3 separate regions of the Rattus norvegicus genome follow, and all the other regions are linked to region 3. Evidence: chromatin contacts called from public Hi-C data. All regions are on one chromosome and are shown on one strand. Each heading gives the region's core, a stretch centred on a gene start, on an enhancer-like site or on the middle of the called end of the contact. The rest is flanking DNA. Distances are from core to core; before and after follow the strand shown. Region 1 has its middle 310 kb from the start of Sema6d. Region 2 has its middle 140 kb from the start of Slc24a5. Region 3 holds the start of Sema6d (semaphorin 6D).

Region 1 (4,041 bases), core at 1,446-3,945, 310 kb after region 3:
CTTTTCTAGCACACTGGATTAAAATCTGGACCATTTGTGCTTAACTTCATCCATTATTCATAGACCTTGATTGCTTCTGACATTAGGATATGAACGAGGAAGTCTAGAAAATATTCCATGCCTTGCTCAATTATTGAGATTTCCTGTTTATCATTTAGGTACGTTTTCTAACAATTGCAACTCTATTGCTTAAGGATATATGCCCAACAATTCTTTGCAGAGACAAACAGTATAGTGTGCTTAGGCAAATTGTGTTTTTTGACCCAACATCAGCCCCCCAATTCCTATTGATTATCTTCAGCGTCTATAATGAAATGGAGTCCGAGAGTAAACTCAGGGTTTGGTGGGGGTGTTGTTTGTCTTACGGAGCAAACACTTGAAGGAGAATTTATGGAAGCAGAGGGCTGTGGGTCAATAGCTTTTAAAAAAAGCTCTCAAATGTAAACAGGCAGAGCACTTTCTGAGCTATGAAGGAGACAAGAAAGGAGGCTGATGGGGTGGGGACGATGGGAAGCAGGAAGACAACTGAAGACTGGCTTTGTAAAATGGTCCACATCTGAAAGGAATTAAGGGAGATGTGGGTCTGAGAAAGTCCTCTTCTCCTGAAATGTCAACCCTTGGGACCCTTGTCTCTCCAGTTCCTGACAGGGATTGCACAGAAAACATTTTCCTCAAAGTCTCCCATGTTCTCTTCTTAGCTGTAATTCTAGAACCCTGAAATTGAAATCAGTGCATTGAACACTAGGGATAGTTCACAAATAATTCAGGGACAGATAGAGTGATTAGCTTTTGTTGTTATCATAATTCAAGGAGGAATGTCAAGGGTATTTGAACTCAGAGGAACTGCAAGCATTTGCTGACCACAAAACGGCAGCCCAGCCTGAATAAGATGCAATTCTACCACAGGTCAGTCTGACCAAGTGTCTTTAATGACAAGCGAAGTTTCCATGGCTAAACCCCATGTGATAATTTTAATCTTTACAATGTGTTTCTTGTGTATTTTTTTCAGGAAATTTTTCAAAAAAGTAAAATTAATATCAATCATAGTTTTGTAGACTAAGATCTAAATCTCAACATTGAAGGAATGTGCAGAAGTAAGGAAGTAAAAACCTCTTCAGCTAAGTCAGATAATGTTTGAGGGCTTGGGTAGAGGCCTGCAGATTCAAAGGTCGGATTCTTCATTACTTTCTTCAGCTCCTAGACAGCCTTTCTCAAACGAGTCTGATTTGTTAACAGTGTCCTTATATCACAGATATAGAACGGGAAGGTGTTGCCCTTGGTTCTCTATAAGACAGAAGCTCTGGGCTACATTCAGAGAAACCTCCCCATATCCTAATGCAAATCTTTAGCATAATATTTGCAACATCTTTTAAAGCTCCTCTTTCTCAATAAGAAAAATAACAGCCTAGAGTTCATGTGACTCTGTGGTTCGAAAGTCAGTCGTAAAGTACTTTCATAGAGGTTTATAATTTCATTAAGGCCAATAGCATATTCTGTGTGTGTGTGTGTGTGTGTGTGTGTGTGTGTGTGTGTGTGTGTGTGTGTGTGTATGTGTGTGTGTGTGTGTGGTGTCCATATGTATGTGTTTCTCCATGCTACCCTCATTCTACTGTTCGCCCTTTCTTGCCCTTTGAAATTCTAGAAAGCATGTTGAGGTTAATTGCTGGCTCTTCTAGGATTTAATGTATTGTCTATAAATATGTGTGTTTAATTCAAACTTTATTATATAGAACTGTGAATAAAAAACATCGTGGACTGAAATCAACCAGACCCAAAGTCCATCTCTCTTAAGTGAACCTCCGTTCAGTGAAAACAGTCATTCTGAATCTGCAGAGCTTCAAGTCAGACTTTACATTTACTGAGGGTGTATTCTTGATGGAAGATAAGTGTACAGGAATATATTAAATATTATCTGCAGTGTAACGACATCCCTATTAAAAAGTTGACTTAAACTCTACATCTAGATAAGGAAACTATGACTCATGCATGGGAAAAACAAAGGTTTGGTGATAGTTCTAGGAAGCACAGCTAAGGCATTGAATGAAATATGAAAGGCAACTTAAAAAATTTCAAAAGGACCCCATGACTATCAGATGCAAGATATTATGATGGAAGCAAGCGAGGTAGCCCAGGGGGAAAAGGCGCATTTCATCAAACATGGTGTAACTGATCCCACCGGATCCCACATGGTGGAAAGGAAGAACTGACTCCAAGAAGCGGTTTACTTACTTTTCTCATATGGGTCCACACATAATACACACAGTGACTAACTAACTAACTAACTAACTAACTAACTAACTAACTAACTAACACAACTAACAACTAACTAGATGTAAAAACAATGTTATGTGACACTGTATTGCTAGTCCTGGCATCAATCTATACAACACATCTTCTAGCTTCCAGCATTTTCACTGTCATTTGATTCATTGTTCATAAGCAGTTTTTAAGAACACAAGCATTAAAGCAAAAGTTAATGTAACTTTTTTAATGTAACTAAGTACAGAAGCAGACAATTTGAGAAGAACATACTGAAATGCTAAATACACCCAATTCATGGTTTTCAAATTTACAAATACAAAACCATGCCTGTTATATAAGAACATCCAACGAAATGGCAGAGAGTCATAGTCTGGTCAGTGTACCATGGACATGCTGTTAGGCTTCATTAAAATAAGGACTCGGAAGAATCCAGGATCTATTTTAGGACAGTACTCTTCAGAGAACCAGATGTGCTGAGGACAGCCACACACTACGGAGATAGATCAGTCTCAAGTTGAAGTGGAGGAGAATCAGGCATTGTTTCTCAATTTATTCTATTAACCCCAACAACTCAAAACCCCACGAATTCACTAACGTCAGACGATGTGATTGTACTTGAAGTGTGTTAACCACTCCCTGGTGCGATGCCTATCTGTATTAGAATGTATACAGACACTGTGATTCCTTCAAAAAAAGTTGTAAATATTTGGTTGCTGATAGTTTCAGCATTTATTCCTTGGCATCGGATCTAAGAGTGTGTATGTATGTGTGTGCACATGCATGTAAACACACATGCAGGGGAGTGAAAGATTTCTATTTTTAAACCCATCGTTCAATAACACGATGCAAGCTCATCGGCTGGCATCTTCAACATTATGGCAATGTTTTGAAGTCCCAGCACACAGATGTGGCTCTACCGGCAGCAAGTGTCCAGTGTGGAGGCCACACTACCAGTGCCAGATAGTCTTCTTGTTATGCAATCACTTAATTAACTACAGATCCCATTCCCTCACAACCCAGTTTCAAGACTCATGCTAAGGCTGTTACTGCCCCCTACAGAACTGAAAACAGCCACTTCCTCTTTTCTCCCACTGACACGGACTTTGTGCTCTAACAACTAATATTTCATCTCTGTAGAAACAGCTCATTGTAGGAGGTGAAAACCATGTCCCCTTCTTGGTCCAGTTGTATAACTTAAGGAACTACAGCTATTACTCAATTTCTTTCCTTTAATCCAGCCTAACCATACTATCTATATTTGACGTTTAAGGATTAATCATGGGGTTTCTCTGATATTTTCTTTCGTTTTGGTAAGATAACTTACAGGGAAAATGTATAGATAGGAACTTGTTTACCTAAAGCACTTCATTTTGCATCTAGTACAAAAATCCAGAGCCTTGTAACATTTTCTGTGTTTTGTTATTATATCTTTAAATCTTACCACTGCAGGCAAATGTGAAAATCCTTAAATTGCTGGCCTCAGAGTTCCCATGTCAACTGGCATCTGCTCAGGTTGAAGATCCTGCCAAAAGTCAAAGAAAAACATTTATGAGACAGGGCCTGATGGCTGATTATTTAATCCTGAGTGTCCAGCACTGCCAGCAAGCGTGGGCTTTGAATGCCTGCTGCTACTTTAATAATAAGCCCTCTTACACCCAGCTGAATGCAGTGTACCAATGGATGCTTCCCCCTGCTCTAATAAGAGACCGATTATCGATCTTCACCTACATGCTCCCATTGAGACCAGGCATTCAGGAATACAAACGGAAAAGAAAAATG
Region 2 (3,947 bases), core at 916-3,415, 300 kb before region 3:
TTAGAAAGCCACATGCTGACAGGGGCTCAGTAAGACAACATGTAATTTATAAAGTGTGGATTTTTACAAAACTCATTATATATCTGGACTGCCTTCCTGACAGTCCTAAAACAGCAGAATAATCCTATTAAACGAAGATGCAAACTTTGACCCTGTTCAATTTTGGTCAACTGCAAATGGCCCTTTCTATAAACAAGCAGGCCTCTTAAAATGGCATCTGTATAAAGACATTTAAGGGTGATAGAATAAACTTTCTTCAGTTGGGTTCCCAAATGGCTGTGAGCATTAATAGCTTATCCTGAAGCGGTTCTGCAAAAGGGCTAGGAGCTGGGAACCTGATGCAAACGGATGATTCCTTTGCCTCAAAGTCTAGCACACCTATTGGGTGTGGAATTGCCAAACCACATTCTGGTGACCACACCTCCTATGTGAAAGGAGAAAACTTGGGGTAACTTCAGACCTCTGACTGACTCTTTGACCTCTTGGAAAACAACTCTAATCCTCAATGTCACTCACCGTTGTGACTGCATTAGCCTCAAGGGTTTGAGTGTGGCTTCCCATACTGGAGTTTCTTTTCTAGCATCAACTAACTACATTGAAAACATAATTTCTTTTCTTGTCTCCTTCAAAAGAATGTTTAAAGGTTTGGTGTAATGGAGTGTGTACATGCCTACACTTTGGCGTTCCCAAGCAAATGTTCCAAAGTTGAGGGAAATCTGAAGAGTGATTAATCTACCAATTCACGTAGTGGTCTATCCGAGCGCCTGGGAAGCCCTCCACTTCCCTCAGCTCTTCAGTTTGTCTCTCTCTGTCTCTCTCCCTTCCTTCCCCTCCCCCCTCCCTGTGTGTGTATATAAAGCTGGCAGCTACTTGTAACATTATCTTGATGCTTTCATAGAATCCTTTAGGTCTGTTGTTGGGGAAGGAGAAGGAAAATAGAGATTGCTTGAATGTTTTTCAAAGACTCAGATTCATAACCAGAGAATTCTCTCAAACCAATCATCAGTAATTCATTCAACATAAGTTTCTGCCTGACTGTACCAGTAACTCAACAGACTCATGGGCTGAGCATATGAGTCATGAGAGCAGAAACTTACAGTGTGTGTGTGTGTGTGTGTGTGTGTGTGTGTGTGTGTGTGTAGATGAGCGATTAATATCAGAAGCTGTTAGAGAATTATGAGGGATTTAGGAAGGAAGAGAAATGTGGATTAGTGTCATTTGCAAACTCTGTGGAAAAGGAGGGAGAACCTAGGCTTTGAAGGGTGACATTTTGTAGTTGGGGCATTACCAAGAAAACCCAACTTAGCATGGAGAGAAGTTGGCAGAGTAGAGGCCTTACTCAGTAGGCTTGGGTGAAGGCTTAGTTTTCAGACATTTACTTGACCATATGGATGGTGCATAGTGGAGGAGAGAGGGACCCCTGGGCTTCTTGAAGCTCAACCGTCCCCCTCCTTTTCCCCCAAACTTCACCTTCCCAGGAGACAGTTGATTGAACTGCAGATGACATCATCTTAGAGGTAAGGAATTGCGTATTAAACATTTATAAGTCATATGACTGAGCCCTCCTCACACCCGAGGGCCTGCCTTTTGCACAGTTTCTGACTCTAGGGCCTGGGATGGAACCAGAAGCAATTAATATTAACAATTTCCGATCTCACCACCCATGCTGACACAACAATTCCAGTTTTGGAAAACACTCATGTAATCTTCTCTAATCACCTTAGTTTACAAAGAAGGGAATTGAGACCCGAAGTGTGCTTAGGATTTAAAGAGAACACCAGCAGACAATTACTTACACTTTCCCAGTGTCCCAGTGCAAGGTCCAGAGTAGTTCTCAGTCCCCACAGAGCAATTCCAACCTTGGTTTCCTTTACCTTAGAACTAGAGTCTCCAATGACAGCTAAAGCTTGTGACCATTGCGGGACAGGGCTGCTCAAAGGTACAGGGATAAGTTAGTCAACTTTGAGACTTTTAAGGCTTATGAAAAATGTTACCTTAAAAAAAAAAAACAACCCCAACTCTCCTCTAAATTAAACATGAATTTCCTAGCTCCCTAAGTTTATAGCCTGTAGGTGGCAGTGTCTTCCTTTTCTATGCACAGCCAGCCCAGGCTCATTTCCCCCAGTGCATAGTGACTTACAGATCACACCACCCACCACAGCCTGGTATGGGTCGGACTAGGCAATGAGATCTAGAATTCTGAGAACTGTATTGTCCCAGATTAACACATGAGGATTTGGAGTTTTCGAAATGTTTTTATTTTTCTAGTTGTGTTCTTATCCTCTGCGTAAGGCCCTTATACTGTGAGTAGCTGGAAACCAGACACAGAGGAACATTCCACGCTGGCTCCAGGAGTTCAGTCTGAGGGAATGTTCTTCACAGCAGAGGCTTCATGCTGCTAAAGCGTCCTTTGATGCATAAAAGTTGGGGGTGAGAAGAAAGATCCAGGGAAAATATTCTAGGAACGGCATCACAGAAATGCCAAAGGGAGAGACAAACAAGTCTGTGATTGTCCGTGAAGAACCTCCAGAGATTATGCATGAATTCACTATTTCTGTATGACCCGGGCCTTGCAGATGGCCTGTGGCCACAAGATCTCCATTTTGTCAGCAGTCAGTGACACAGAGAGAAACTTCTCTCTGCTTTCAACCCTATGATGCAATCGTCACTGCAGCACCACACACTCAGGACTGCCTTCTTCCTCCCAAGAGCCCACACTGCTATTCACTGCTTATGGCTTCGCTGTCTTCAACCTCTGAAGCCATGCGAAGGTCAGTGCATTGCATCTCGATTCATCCTCCTGACTCCATCCCACTCTTACAAACTTAAACCGTTGTCTCCAAATTTCCAACAGAGATAGAAGGCTCTCCTTCCATGCATAGTTCCTCAGCCTCCTCATCCCATTCCTCTTTCTGCATTTGCTGGAACCCAGACTACTTCCAAAATAATGGTAGACATTCGCTTTTGAACATTTTGTTCCGTCGAAAGGATATTACTTGTTTTCAAAGATTAAATGACCATGTAGGAGTGATTCCCACGGTCTCCTACACAGCACTGGCTATCATTTCACAGAGCCTGTAGAGAGCACTCTGCAGTGTGACGTGCCTTCTCACACGTGCACGTGATGTGCTTGCAGCACACTGTGGAACAAAGCGCCTTCAACACGCTGTAGCGGGAAGTGCATTCCGCACACTGTACTGTGATGTACCTGTTTGCCAGTTGCTTCTGACTCTTAGCCCGGCTTTACTTCCTTCCGTTGCCCACTGATAAAATCACTACCATTTTCATTTATATTGTAATCAGAGAATTAATATAGACTTAGTTCTTTGACAAATTTTATCCTAAAAATATTTTAATGAATTAAATTTGTTCCCTGACATTTCATACATGTGTACAATGTGTTCTAATTACTCTCGCCTCCCACTCCTGTCAACCTTCCCGCCTCCCTTTTCCAGGCGTCCTTTTGTTTTGTTTTGTGACCCACTGAGTCTTTACTCATAGGCTTGGAACTGTCCACTGGAGCCTGATGGGCTCACCAGTGGGTGCCCAACTAAAGGCGGTGACTCTCCCTCTACCTGCTTCTGTTTGTAGTCAGTATTCAAGAGGGAGGAACAGGGTCCCATACGGCCCTCCCTACCATGGCTGACTGCTGACAGGGCAGGTCTTGTGCAGGTAATTGCAGAAAATAAAGAGAAGGGAGACTGTTTTATTCTTCCTCATACCCCTGAGGTCCAGGAGAGAGGTAGGCAGTGGATGATAAATAAGTGTGCCTGGGCTTCTAATCAATTAATCCTCCTTGAGATAGCACTTTCTTCCGTCTCCCAAGTGAAACTTCCTTTTTCTACCTTAGACTTTCCCCTTCTGGCCATTATTTGACTTGGCAAGTCAATAAAATGGCTTGACTTCTATAAGAGAGAGGTTGATGTGAAGAGAAAGGCAGAAATGTT
Region 3 (3,796 bases), core at 1,002-3,501:
AACACTGGTCAGGCATCTAGCCAGGCTCTCGATCCTGCATGAAATGCATCCCAAGAGTGAAAAATGACCCTATTTCAGATGCATTTCTCACCCTTTGTATCTTAGTGAAACTCACAGGCAAGAACAATGACTAAGCTAATTACCATGGTTCATTATGACAGAACAGCAAGAAGAGCTCCCTCAGACTCAGCTAAGTCCTCAGCAACCGTGAGGATCTTTTGGAATTAAAGTTCTGAATCCAAGCTTCTTGTCCATGGCCTTTCAAGGAACGGAAACCACCAGACGACAGGATACAGAGGCTCACTTACCCACATTAGTTACTGGACAGAGCCTTCCTGTGCAGCAAGCCAGTGAACTGAAGTCTTCAGGGTTTTTAAGTTGCCCTCACTCTGAGGACTAAGGCTGACGTCACAGCCATCTTTCAAATTCATCAAACCAAGGGAGGCATGACCAGATGGTGCTGGTACTATTAGAGGGTATCGAAAAAAAGGGGGTAGGGGTGGCAAAATGCCCATAGATCTAAATCAAACTCAGGCTAACCAGATGCCTGGCGATGGAGCCGTCACAGTATTCCTGCCACATTCTCATGCATCACAGACGCGCTCCTCAGAAAGGGTACCTATGTAGCATTCTCAGGAGAAATGAGATGGGTGCCAATATCCTGCAGGATCCAGTAAGAAATGCTAGTGGTTTGTTGCTCTTCCTAAGCAAGCCAGCAGAGAAATCTTAGGATCTCATATGCATTTAACTGTCTCCTTGGAGCATAGCTCAGAGACCTCAACCAAAGCCTGAAAAGCAGATCCCGGCTGTAGTTTATCTTCAGATATTTAAGCTCCTAGTGATATAGGCCCAATCTCAGAGCGTATCTGTAATTTTTAGGTATCTGAGCCAGGATAAATGCTCGTGTGTAATGCATGCTAGCTTGAGAGAATGAGTCTGTCACTCACTACATTAACCCGATACTAAAGAGAAGTTAATTTCCTCGGGTAGACACTTAACATCATGAATAAACACAGTTCCAGAATCTATTGTTTTGTGCCATCAAAACGACAGTAAAAACGCTACCCCCCACCCCCAGCTGTCTAAGATTTCACAATACAGGGAAGAAAAGCCTTGGAGATTTTCTCCAAGGAGAGTATTTCTCCTTTTCAAGGGCCAGAGACGAAACCAACTGAATAAAAATGTTAACTCTTTCCCCGAGACTTTGGCATTGAAATAAACAAAAGATTCTATTTCACTGTGTCAAGTATCAAGCAGAAGGAAGGGGAAAACACATATATTTTGGTAGTGCAGACTTAAAATTTGTAGTAGCTAGAAGTTTTGAGAGGAAGTAGCCCTCGACATTTCCCATAAGTAACCAGAAGCAGCGTTGTATTTAAGGCAAAGAAGCCTTAGTGGTTGACACGGAGTCCAGTTACTGTACACAAAGTCGGGGTTGGGGGTTATATCTATAATAACGATGTGCTGTCCCACTCTGAGGATGCTGGAATTGACTACTGACCAGTCCAATTCCTCCAGTGCTCTAACTCATACCCTACCGCAATACTTCCCCCACCCCTCCCCAGCGCGCTCCATGGCATTTTTTTTTTAAAAAACAAGTATTAGATTTAAACAGTACTCTGCCAGCAATGATCCTAGTAGCCAAATAATGAGAAAAATTCCAAACTCACTTTGCATCCACACCTCCAAGTTCTTAGATCTCAAGAGTTAGACGTCCGACTGGAAGCTGAAAGCGCTTCCCAATCCCCCCAGGGCGGCTACTGCCTCAGTTTCTACAGAGGGTCACTGCAGTAGAATCTGGAAGTTTCCCTACCTGGTGTTGGCCTCGGTTTGCCTGCCTCTGCTCCCGGCTACAAGACGCCTCTAGCCGCGAAAGAAGCGGCTCATACAAAATTGACTTTTCCTTATTTGTTTCCATCCATAATTGATGGGGAGCTGAGAGCGTAACACGTCTCCCGGTCGAGCCCTTGCCGCCTGGAGAAGACCCCGTCCAGGGCGCTTCGGTGGAGCATTTTTCAGTCAGAGAACAAAGCACGCAAAGTTGCGGGGGAGAGTGGCTGAGAACCCCGCGGGTGGGTGCCCAGTCAGTGGCTCCGCGCTCCCAGGCGTCCTCCCAGCCGAAGGTGGCCGGGCAGCCTGGGCTGCGCTGCGGGCTGGAGGGTTGGAGGCTGCAAGCCCCGCGGCGAGGAAGGCGGGCTCACCCTGACGGCTTGCGGAACAGCGCAGAGCCAGCCCTGCCAGGAAGAAACTTTTCCTTGCAGCCTAGGGTGTCTTTTCTTCCCTTAGGGGTGCGCCCCCGGAGGAGGGGTGCGCCTAGGAGGAGGGCCGAGCCGCCCCGCCCCGCCCCCCAGGCCGCCCACCGGCCAGCTGGAACCGGTCAGCCAGACCTCCCCAGGCGCCTCGGGCACCGCTGGAGACCGTACGGCTTGGGAGAGCAATGAACTCCGGGGAGATGCGACGCTACGCCCACGCTTACACACGCGCCCGCACACAGCTGCTCTGCGGGCTCCGGGCTCGGGGTCCCACCCCCATCACGCACCCAGAGCGTCAGCGGAGCTTGGGAGACTGTCTTACCTCTCATAGGGAAGCCTGCTTTAAAAAACAGACAAATAAAGCTTGTCAGGATCAGATGGAAAAGCCGATCAAGACGGTGTGCAGAAAGAGCAATCCCACGGTCTCGGGTCGCGCCTTGCGATCTATCCTGAAACTGGTCCGCTCTAGCCAAGGCGGCGGGGGCGGCGGCGGCGGCGGCGGCGGCGGGACCCAGCGCCAGCAAAACAAACCGCTGCTCGGCAAATGGTGTAATTCGATCCATCTCCGAGTCGCTCCCTGAGATCCCGGCTCCCTCGCCGCTCTGCAGCTCCCACCGCGGCCAGCGCCGCCCAGAGTCCTACGCGCGCCGCGGCCTCGACCCCAGTGGCCGCCGCGTCCCTGATCGCGCTCGGCCGCGCGCCCAGGCTCTCCCACCTTAGCGGAGCCGCTCCTCCCGCGCCTCTCCGAGCCGGGTCGCCCAGCTGGCGCCGCCTCTGTAGCCTGCAAAGCCGCCTCTCCCTTCCTCCAGGCGCCCTCACTACTCTCCCAGCCAGCCACCCTAGACGATCGGAGGACAAATGGCTGCAGCCCAGTGGTGCGGTGGGCGCAGTTGTACCCCGAAGTTTTGTCTTAGTTTTCTAGTCTAGGATTTATTTTTGAGCTCATTTTCACAAGCCCCTCCCCCATTTATCTTTATAACCACTAAGTAAAACAGCTGGGAAGAAGCAATCAAACATAGCCGTAGCTTTAAAAAATACAGAAATTGCCTACTAAAAATCTTATTTCCACTTTGAATGAAAGCCATTCGGTACAGTGTAATTTTGCAGGCTAATGAGCCGGTTTTACAGGCAAGTGTTTCGTTTAATACGTTGTGGGAGAAATGAAAATGTCCTTGAAGCGACATCATTTAAGATGTACGGATTGTCATAAATGAAATAAAAGAATCATATATCCCCAAACAAGAGGATCTTAATTTAAAGTTCATTTCCAAGAACGGTCTATGTTTATTAGTTTCCAATCTAAGCATGTATCACTTAAGGGTTCTAAGTGGCTGGAATCAACCCTGATGCCCTCGCTTAAAGAGAGAAAGAGGAGAGCATTTCCGCCAAACTTTTGGCTTTCCTTTGAGTGTGGTTAATTATTGTGGACCGGTCATGGAAGCAAATTCTTGTCTAGAGTCTTCCTGCTTTTCTCCCGCACACAGATATATATTTACATTTAACAAGAACACTGCCCTGGATTTGAAAAAAAAAAAAAAACTCCA

Evidence for each region. A called contact is a pair of places that touch in the nucleus more often than the background predicts.
Region 1: a Hi-C map of frontal cortex shows a contact between it and region 3, with 3 times the contacts expected there. The contact joins the enhancer-like site here to the promoter of Sema6d in region 3. A contact is called at or near these places in 2 of 12 Hi-C or Micro-C datasets (frontal cortex and psoas muscle) and 1 of 1 datasets of contacts at active chromatin or transcription factors (oligodendrocytes).
Region 2: a Hi-C map of Schwann cells shows a contact between it and region 3, with 11 times the contacts expected there. The contact joins the enhancer-like site here to the promoter of Sema6d in region 3. A contact is called at or near these places in 8 of 12 Hi-C or Micro-C datasets (Schwann cells, frontal cortex, kidney and 4 more) and 1 of 1 datasets of contacts at active chromatin or transcription factors (oligodendrocytes).

Annotation. Positions count from the first base shown.
Region 1 is chr3:132,021,210-132,025,250 of GRCr8, reverse strand. It overlaps a transcript of Sema6d not described here. Among named protein-coding and RNA genes, the nearest start is that of Sema6d, 310 kb to the left of the region's middle. Within about 2 kb of position 2,695, at least 3 of the 93 cell types and tissues checked have an H3K27ac peak or open chromatin away from gene starts, as enhancers often do.
Region 2 is chr3:132,631,544-132,635,490 of GRCr8, reverse strand. No RefSeq gene overlaps it. Among named protein-coding and RNA genes, the nearest start is that of Slc24a5, 140 kb to the left of the region's middle. Within about 2 kb of position 2,165, at least 43 of the 93 cell types and tissues checked have an H3K27ac peak or open chromatin away from gene starts, as enhancers often do. A contact at or near this core is called in Schwann cells, where this site is marked.
Region 3 is chr3:132,335,811-132,339,606 of GRCr8, reverse strand. Sema6d (semaphorin 6D) reads right to left here and starts at 2,251. Exons shown (of 16, transcript NM_001107768.1): 1 at 1,814-2,251.